Linked DNA regions of Pan troglodytes: region 1 is linked to region 2. Evidence: chromatin contacts called from public HiChIP or PLAC-seq data. All regions are on one chromosome and are shown on one strand. The core of a region is the stretch at or near the end of the contact, and the rest is flanking DNA. Distances in the headings are between cores, read along the strand shown. Region 1 holds the start of DEGS2 (delta 4-desaturase, sphingolipid 2). Region 2 holds the start of EVL (Enah/Vasp-like).

Evidence for each region. HiChIP or PLAC-seq counts read pairs in DNA pulled down with a chosen protein or histone mark.
Region 1: an H3K4me3 HiChIP or PLAC-seq map of stem cell-derived excitatory neurons shows a contact between it and region 2, with 2.9 times the contacts expected there. The contact joins the promoter of DEGS2 here to the promoter of EVL in region 2. A contact is called at or near these places in 1 of 7 Hi-C or Micro-C datasets (stem cell-derived neural progenitor cells) and 1 of 1 datasets of contacts at active chromatin or transcription factors (stem cell-derived excitatory neurons).

The regions. Positions count from the first base shown.
Region 1 is chr15:98,192,122-98,195,657 of NHGRI_mPanTro3-v2.0_pri, forward strand. It overlaps DEGS2 (delta 4-desaturase, sphingolipid 2), which reads right to left and starts at 2,017. Exons shown (of 6, transcript XM_063793871.1): 1 at 1,202-2,017.
Region 2 is chr15:97,971,816-97,975,383 of NHGRI_mPanTro3-v2.0_pri, forward strand. EVL (Enah/Vasp-like) reads left to right here and starts at 2,101. Exons shown (of 13, transcript XM_063793869.1): 1 at 2,101-2,233. The coding sequence starts at 2,229.

The DNA of each region.
Region 1 (3,536 bases), core at 767-3,266, 220 kb after region 2:
TCTACTCACATGCTAACCCATTAATTTATTAACCCACGAATGGATTAATCTATTCTTTTTTTTTTTTTCTTTGAGATGGAGTCTCGCTCTGTCGCCCAGGCTGAAGTGCAGCGGCACGATCTTGGCTCACTGCAACCTGCGCCTCCCAGGTTCAAGCGATTCTTCCGCCTCAGCCTCCAGAGTAGCGGGGACTACAGGCGTGCACCACCACGCCCGGCTAATTTTTTGTATTTTTAGTAGAGACGGGGTTTCACCCTGTTAGCCAGGATGGTCTCAATCTCCTGACCTTGCGATCCACCCGCCTCAGCCTCTCAAAGTGCTGGGATTACAGGCGTGAGCCCCCGCGATCGGGCTGTCTTTTTTGTTTTGTTTTGTTTTGTTTTTTGAGACGGAGTTTCGTTCTGTTGCCCAGGCTGGAGTGCGGTGGCGCGACCTCGGCTTACCAAAACCTCTGCCTCCTGGATTTATATTTTATTCCTTTTTTTTTCTTGACTAGCTAAAGGAATAAAATATAAAATACTACACTCAATAAAATGATAACAGGCCGGGCGCGGTGGCTCATGCCTCTAATCCCAGCACTTTGGGAGGCTGAAGTGGACGGGTCACCTGAGGTCAGGAGTTTGAGACCAGCCTGGCCAACATGGTGAAACCCCGTGTGTACTAAAAATACAAAAAAATTAGCTGGACGTGGTGGCAGGTGCCTGTAATGCCAGCTACTCGGAAGGCTGAGGCAGGAGAATCGCTTGAACCCGGAAGGCGGAGCTTGCAGTGAGCCAAGACTGCGCCACTGCACTAGAGCCTGGGCAACATAGTGAGACTCTGTCTCAAAGAAAAAAAAAGAATTATAACCGGGGACAGACTTTTCTTCCCTTTTAGAGCTGACCTTCTCTGGGAGAGGCTATCACCAAGATAAATCGGTAAGGCTTAATTCCATGTCCAGTGTTTTTGGCAAAACCCTTGTTCCCGAGGGGGTGAGTGGCCTTCCCAGCAGGCTCTGCTGAATTCTGGAAGAGCCTGTTTCCAGAAACTTTGTTTTGTACATGTCTTGGCAAATGATCACCACCCCCCTCCCCCCACCACCCACCCACTTCCGAAGTGGTCTAGGGCTTAAGTCCAGATGGGGATGGGCTCAGGGCGGGGTGGGAGAAGTCAGGGGGAAAAAAAAAAAAAGATAAAGAAATAAATTTCTTCTGCCAGATACCTTAATTAATCAAGGTCGGCCTTCCATCAAGGTCGGCTTCTCGGCTCCCCAGCCCCCGCGCCTCACGGGGACCTCAGGCCTCGGCAGGGGCCTCTCCCTTTGCATCTCCTCCTAGTCAGCTGTGGGTGGTGATGGCCCGTGCCAAGTTCACGGTCTCAGCCTGACGAAAGGCGGCCTTTACCAGCCTCAGGACCCCCAACGAACCTGGGGCCATGGCTGGGGAGGGGGCTCTGCCCAGGCTCTGCGTTCTGGGACAGGGGTCCCCAGATGACCATGCGTCAAGGCCCAGGGACCTGTTTGTGGGCCCGAGAGCACGGGGGTCAGGGGTGGGGCTCGAGTCTCGTCCCAGGGCTCCGGGACAAGCTTCCTGGAGGAGGCAGCGTGAGCTCTGGGAGGTAGAGGTCAAGACCTCAAAAAATGGGGGGACACGGGCGGAGGGGGCATTTTGTTACTCCTACGTCCCTGCAGAAGCCCAGACCCTCAGAGACTAGGAACTGAGGCCTGGCAGAGTGGGGTGGGCCAGCAATCAGGCGCCAGGCCACACGAGGAGAGCCCACTGCCCCGGGGATGTCAGACGCGGGGCGGCCTCGGCGACCGCACACGCCATAGAAAGGTCACCGAACTTGGCCGCCCGGCCGTCCCGGAAATCGCTACTGCCCGGCAGCCCTGGGGCCTCCACAACCGCGTCCCGGCGGCTCAAGTTGCCCTTTGTCGCCCCCTGCCGACCAGTATCCCTGCGGCTCCCGCGCGGGACAATCAGGCGGGCCGGGCTCGGAAATAGTGGGCATGGGTCCCTGAGGCGCGGGGATTGGCCGCTCTGTGTCATGTGTCCTCGGCTCGGGCCAACCAGCGAGGGAGGCAAAGTCCCATCCCGCGCGTCCCGTAGCCCTTCAGCGAGCTGTGGGCGGGGCGTCAGGCCTGACACCTCGGCCAGAGGGCGGGGCCGGAGACCTGAGCGGCGCCGCTTCCGCTCTTTCGCCCAGGTGCCCTGGAGCCGCTGCTCTCGCCTCCCTTCTCCACCTAGCGGCGGTGTTTTACACCCCGGAGTGGCTTTTTGGGGATAAAGGCACAAATCTTTGCCAGACCTCCCGCCAGGCCCCCTGGCCTGCCACGTGCTCCTTGCCGGCCTAGACTCACCCAGGCTGTGCCCTCTGCTCAGAACGACCTTTCCCCCCTTCCCCTCCCCCTCGCTTGCTCCGACGGTTCTTTGCAATCCCGGCTGGGGTTGGGTTAAGGGCCTTCTGGGGCTTCTTCATACCCTGTGCATCTTCCTCCTACTGGCACCGACCACCCCACACTGGGCTGCCATCTGCTTGCCTACACCCACTGACTTTTCATCTCTGTATCTCCCCAGTAAGCAGAGAGTGGCTCACAAAAGGCACGTTAATACCTGTGTGTTGATATAAACCAAGGAGCGGGACGATGGCTAGGAAGTAACATCCCTGGGCATCATCTGAGTACCAGGCCCCCTGCCAGGTACTTTAGAGGCTACTTGATGTTCAGGCCCATGGCAGCCCTGGGAGGGAGGCACAAAGGCTCTTTTGTTCCTGGGGAGTCAGTGGAGGCCCCTAGAGGCTGAATGACTGTCTGGGTCCCCCAGCTGGACTGTTTGGGGACAGGCCTGGGGAGCTGAGGGCACCCTCATACCAGGCAGCCTTGCGCCTGAAGCTCTGCTGGTGAAAACTGATGGGCAGGCCCCTGGAAGGGAGAGTCAGGGCCTGCGGGGGCGGGGGTGGGGGTGGGAAGGCAAGCGGAGGGGAAAGGTGAGCATAGACAGGCATTTGTGATGGCCACAGGCCTTCACTACTACCCTGACATCAGGGCCAATGGCAACCTGCAAGGCCCTTCAAAGCCCTGCTTCCACCTCTGCCCATCTCTGGCTGCAACCTCCTGGTTCCCCCACCCTGTGCTCTATTCTCCAGCTACACTGCCCCATGTCAGCTCCCAGGCCATGCATCTGGGCCTTTCACATGCTGCTCTCTCCAGGGTCCATCCAGCCCCACCTCCACCACATTGCCAAGACCAGGCCTTACTTTCCAGACTCCATGTACTTCTCAGCACTGGCCCCACCATTTGTGCTGAGGATCTTCAGCTACTGAGACCTGAATTCAACCCCAGGCCCTGGGTTTGAATTCTGACACATTTGTGGCTGACCTTGGAGAACAGCTCATCCATGGGCTCGCAAAACAATGCCGCTGACTTAGACAACACTCTACTGATTTGCTGGCACTGGGCTGGGGCTTTGGTGGACACTGAATCCCCACAAACCAGCCTGCAAGGTCAGACATGTGAAAAGTCCTTTCTGTTTCATCAAGGCTCATCAGGTGAACGTCTC
Region 2 (3,568 bases), core at 851-3,350:
TATCCCAAGGTCTCAGCACAGGACTTTGATAGGCAGTGACCAGGGGTTAACCTTGCCTTTCCATAGCACAGCTGGAATGTCTCCAGGTAACCTGAGGCTTGTGCATTTTAGTAAATTTTAGGATGCAACAAGACTCTCCTGTAGCAAAGAGACCACTCTTGAACTTGTGAAGAGAGGGACAAATGAGGTTATGAGAGGGTACCACCCTCAGGGGCTGCTACCAGGGCTGTAGGAGATCATGGTACCCTTTCAGGTTTGACAACTCTGGGCTTAAACAAATACAGGAAGGAAAGTGGAGATGCTACAACCAATCGCTAGGGAACTCTAAATACCTGTACACGGTGAGGGAGGTACAAGGAGACAGGGAGAGAGATAAGCACATAGAGACCCAAACTGCAGCCCATGACACTGATGTTCAACCCCAGCAAACTAGAACGCATGGGCACTGGGATTCCGAGTCAGAAAAACGCTGCTTGAGACTTGGCTCCACCATTTACTATATCTTGGACAAAACTGCTTAACACACACAGCCTCTCCTCAATCCTGGACAGGAGGAAAATAGCGACCCTTCATTGCCCTCCTAACTGCCAGACGCTGACAAACGCCTTAAATGCTCTTGTTCAGATCGTTTTTCAAAAGGTAGCTATTAACGTTCTGTGACACGGGGAAGGGAGGCAATAGTGCCCATACTGGTAATGCATGAGGAACTTTGTCTTCTTTTTTTTGTTTGTTTGAGACAGAGTCTCACTCTGTCTCCCAGGCCGGAGTGCAAGATCTCGGCTCACCGCAACCCCTGCCTCCTGGGTTCAAGCGATTCTCCTTCTGCAGCCTCCCAAGTAGCTGGGATCAAAAGTGCGTGCCACCACGCCGGGCTAACTTTTTGTATTTAGTAAAGACAGGGTTTCACCATGTTGGTCAGGCTGGTCTCGAACTTCTGACCTCAGGTGATCCACCCGCCTCAGCCTCCCAAAGTGCTGGGATTACAGGCGTGAGGCACTACGCCGGGCCGGAACTGTGTCTTCTTACACACGGGGAGTGAGACCCTGGAGGATCTGGGGTTTCCAGCCACCAGTGAGATTCACTAACCTTTAGGAAAGATGGGGATTTAAAAACCAGAGACAACCTGGACGAACTACTTGGCGCTGTGTACGGTAAATGTGATTTTTCACAGGCTGTGGTTCTGGGGAGCCGTGTGGGCTCTTGTTGAGCTGGGGGAGATACTTCGAATACTGATATCGCCCCAAAGCTGCAACTCTCCGGCCCCGCCACGGCTCCTTATGTACAAAGAGAGGGAATCAGTCGCCGGTGACCTCGACGGCCCTCGGATCAGGGATGCCCCGAGTCCGAGCGGGCAGGGTGCTCAGCAGGGCCAGGTGATGGGAATCATGGGGCCATCGAGCACGGACCCTGGCTCCCCCGGTGGCCTCTGTGCGCTCTGGGGTCAGGCGGGGACTGGAGGAGCGTCCGCGCCGGGAGGGAGCGCACCGCGCCACGTGCCCGCCCGGCGCCCCGCCCCCACCCCGGCCACGCCCCTCGCGCTTCCCTCAAAGCCCCGCCCCTCAGCCCCGCCACTCTCGTCCGCCCCGCCCCTCGCAGCCTCAAGCTCAGCGCTCCCGGAGGCGCGGACGGTGGGGCCCCGCGCCTTTTGTGTCGGGCTTTGACCGCTGCGCGCGCGCATTCACCTCAGCGGCCGCGGGCGGAGGGGCGCACGCGCGCGCAGTCCCCTCGGAGGGCGGTGGGGCGAACAGCAACGCGCGTACCCTAGCTCTTGGCTGCTGTGCTGAGACTAGCCCGCGCGCCCGCGCGCCTCTCCCTCGAGGACTCGGAGCCGCCCGCGCACTCGCCAGGGGCCGCCGCCCCGAGTCTCAGGCGGACGCGCACGCGTTCCCGCCGCCCGGACCCCAGCCGGCTCGCCCCCCGCCCCCCCATCCCCCGGCGGCGGCCCCCAGCCACGCGCCCGCGCACACGCCGGCCCGGGCACGCGCCCGCCAAGATGGCAGGGGCCGGGGCCCAGCTGTCAGTCGCCGCCGCCGCGGCCCTTCCCCGCAGCTAGCGGCCCCGACGCCCACCCGGAGAAGATGAGCCCCCGCTGCCCCCCGCAGCCCAGTCAGACGCGGAGCCGCCGCGCCCGGGGCCGGCTCCCCCGCTAGCGCCCGCGTCCCGCGCCCCGCCGCCGCCGCCGCCGCCGGGTGGCCCCTGGCCCGGCGCGCCCGTCCCCAGCAGCGACAATGAGGTGAGTCGGGGCCGGCGCCTCGTGGGAGGTGGCAGCGGCCAGCGTCGGAGGGGCTGGGCTGGGGGCCCGCGGTGCCCCCGAGGGCGGGAGGGGGGCTCCACGGGCGCGGGGGCGTCCAGAGAACCGCGGGGGCTCTGCAGAGATTCGGGGGCATTCAGAGCGCGGGAATGGCTTCGCGAGAGTCGTGGGGGCGTCTGGAGAGCCGGGAGGGTCTGCAGGGCTTGTGGGGGGCAGTGTTCTGCAAGGGGCAGGCGGCGCTGGCTTTGGCTGCTTGTGGGGTCCTCTTAGGCTCCGGGGGGCCTGCGGCGGCCTGGGAGGCAGACCCCCGCGGGCAGGTGTGGCCGTGTCCCGACCGCGCGAGGACCGAAGTTGGCGGAAGCCCCTGTGCGGTGCCTTCCAGCCCGGAGGAGGCTGGCCTGAAGCCCCCAGGCCTTGCCGAAGCCTCCCCCTGCCAGCGCCCAGAGCCGCGTTTGGGCTTTTACAGGTGTAGTTTCCCCTCGACTTGGAGCCGGTCAACCCCTTCGTCTCCTAATTCTCAACCCCCCTTTTTTTTCTTCTTGCACGCCAGTAAAGTGCAAGGCCCCCAAATGTACCGCTCGTTGATGTATCACCCAGCTCGGGAGCCTGCTGATTATCAGGCCAAGAAATAAAACCTTGCTTCTCCCAGAAGCCCGGTGCCCTCTCCCAGTCGCTAAACCCTCCCTTTCTCTCCAGATCCTGTCGTGACTTTTTTGGGGTAATCACTTTTTTTTCCATTTGTAATTTTGCTTTCTGAACACGTATCTCGTAAAAACTGTAGTTTGTAACTATAGTTTCGTTTTGCCTGTTTTGTATTATTTATGACAATGAAATAATACAGTATTCTTTTGTGTCTGGTGTTTTTCAAGATGTTTTCGAGATCCATTCCGTTGTAATCGTTATTTGTTCATTTTTATTGGTCTATAGTATTCTGTTGTAAGAATATACCACAGTGTACGCATTCTACTGTTACTAGACATTTTAGTTGTTTCTAGCTTTGTTGGCTATTAATAATGCTGTTATGGATATTGTTGTGTATCTCCTGGTGCATTCATTTCGATTGGGTAGATATCTAGTAGAATTTTTAGGTCAAAAGATAAGCATATCTTTAGCATTAGCAGTAAACACCAAGTTGCCAAAGTGGTTCTACGAGCTGACATTCTTACCAAAAAATGTGTGAGAGTTCTTGTTGCTTCACCTCCTTGTCAACACTTGGTATTGTCAGTCTTAAATTTTAACCATTCTGGTGATTATGAAATGATATCCCATTGTGGTTTTAATCTGCAGTTTCCTGTTGACTGATGAGGCTGAACATCT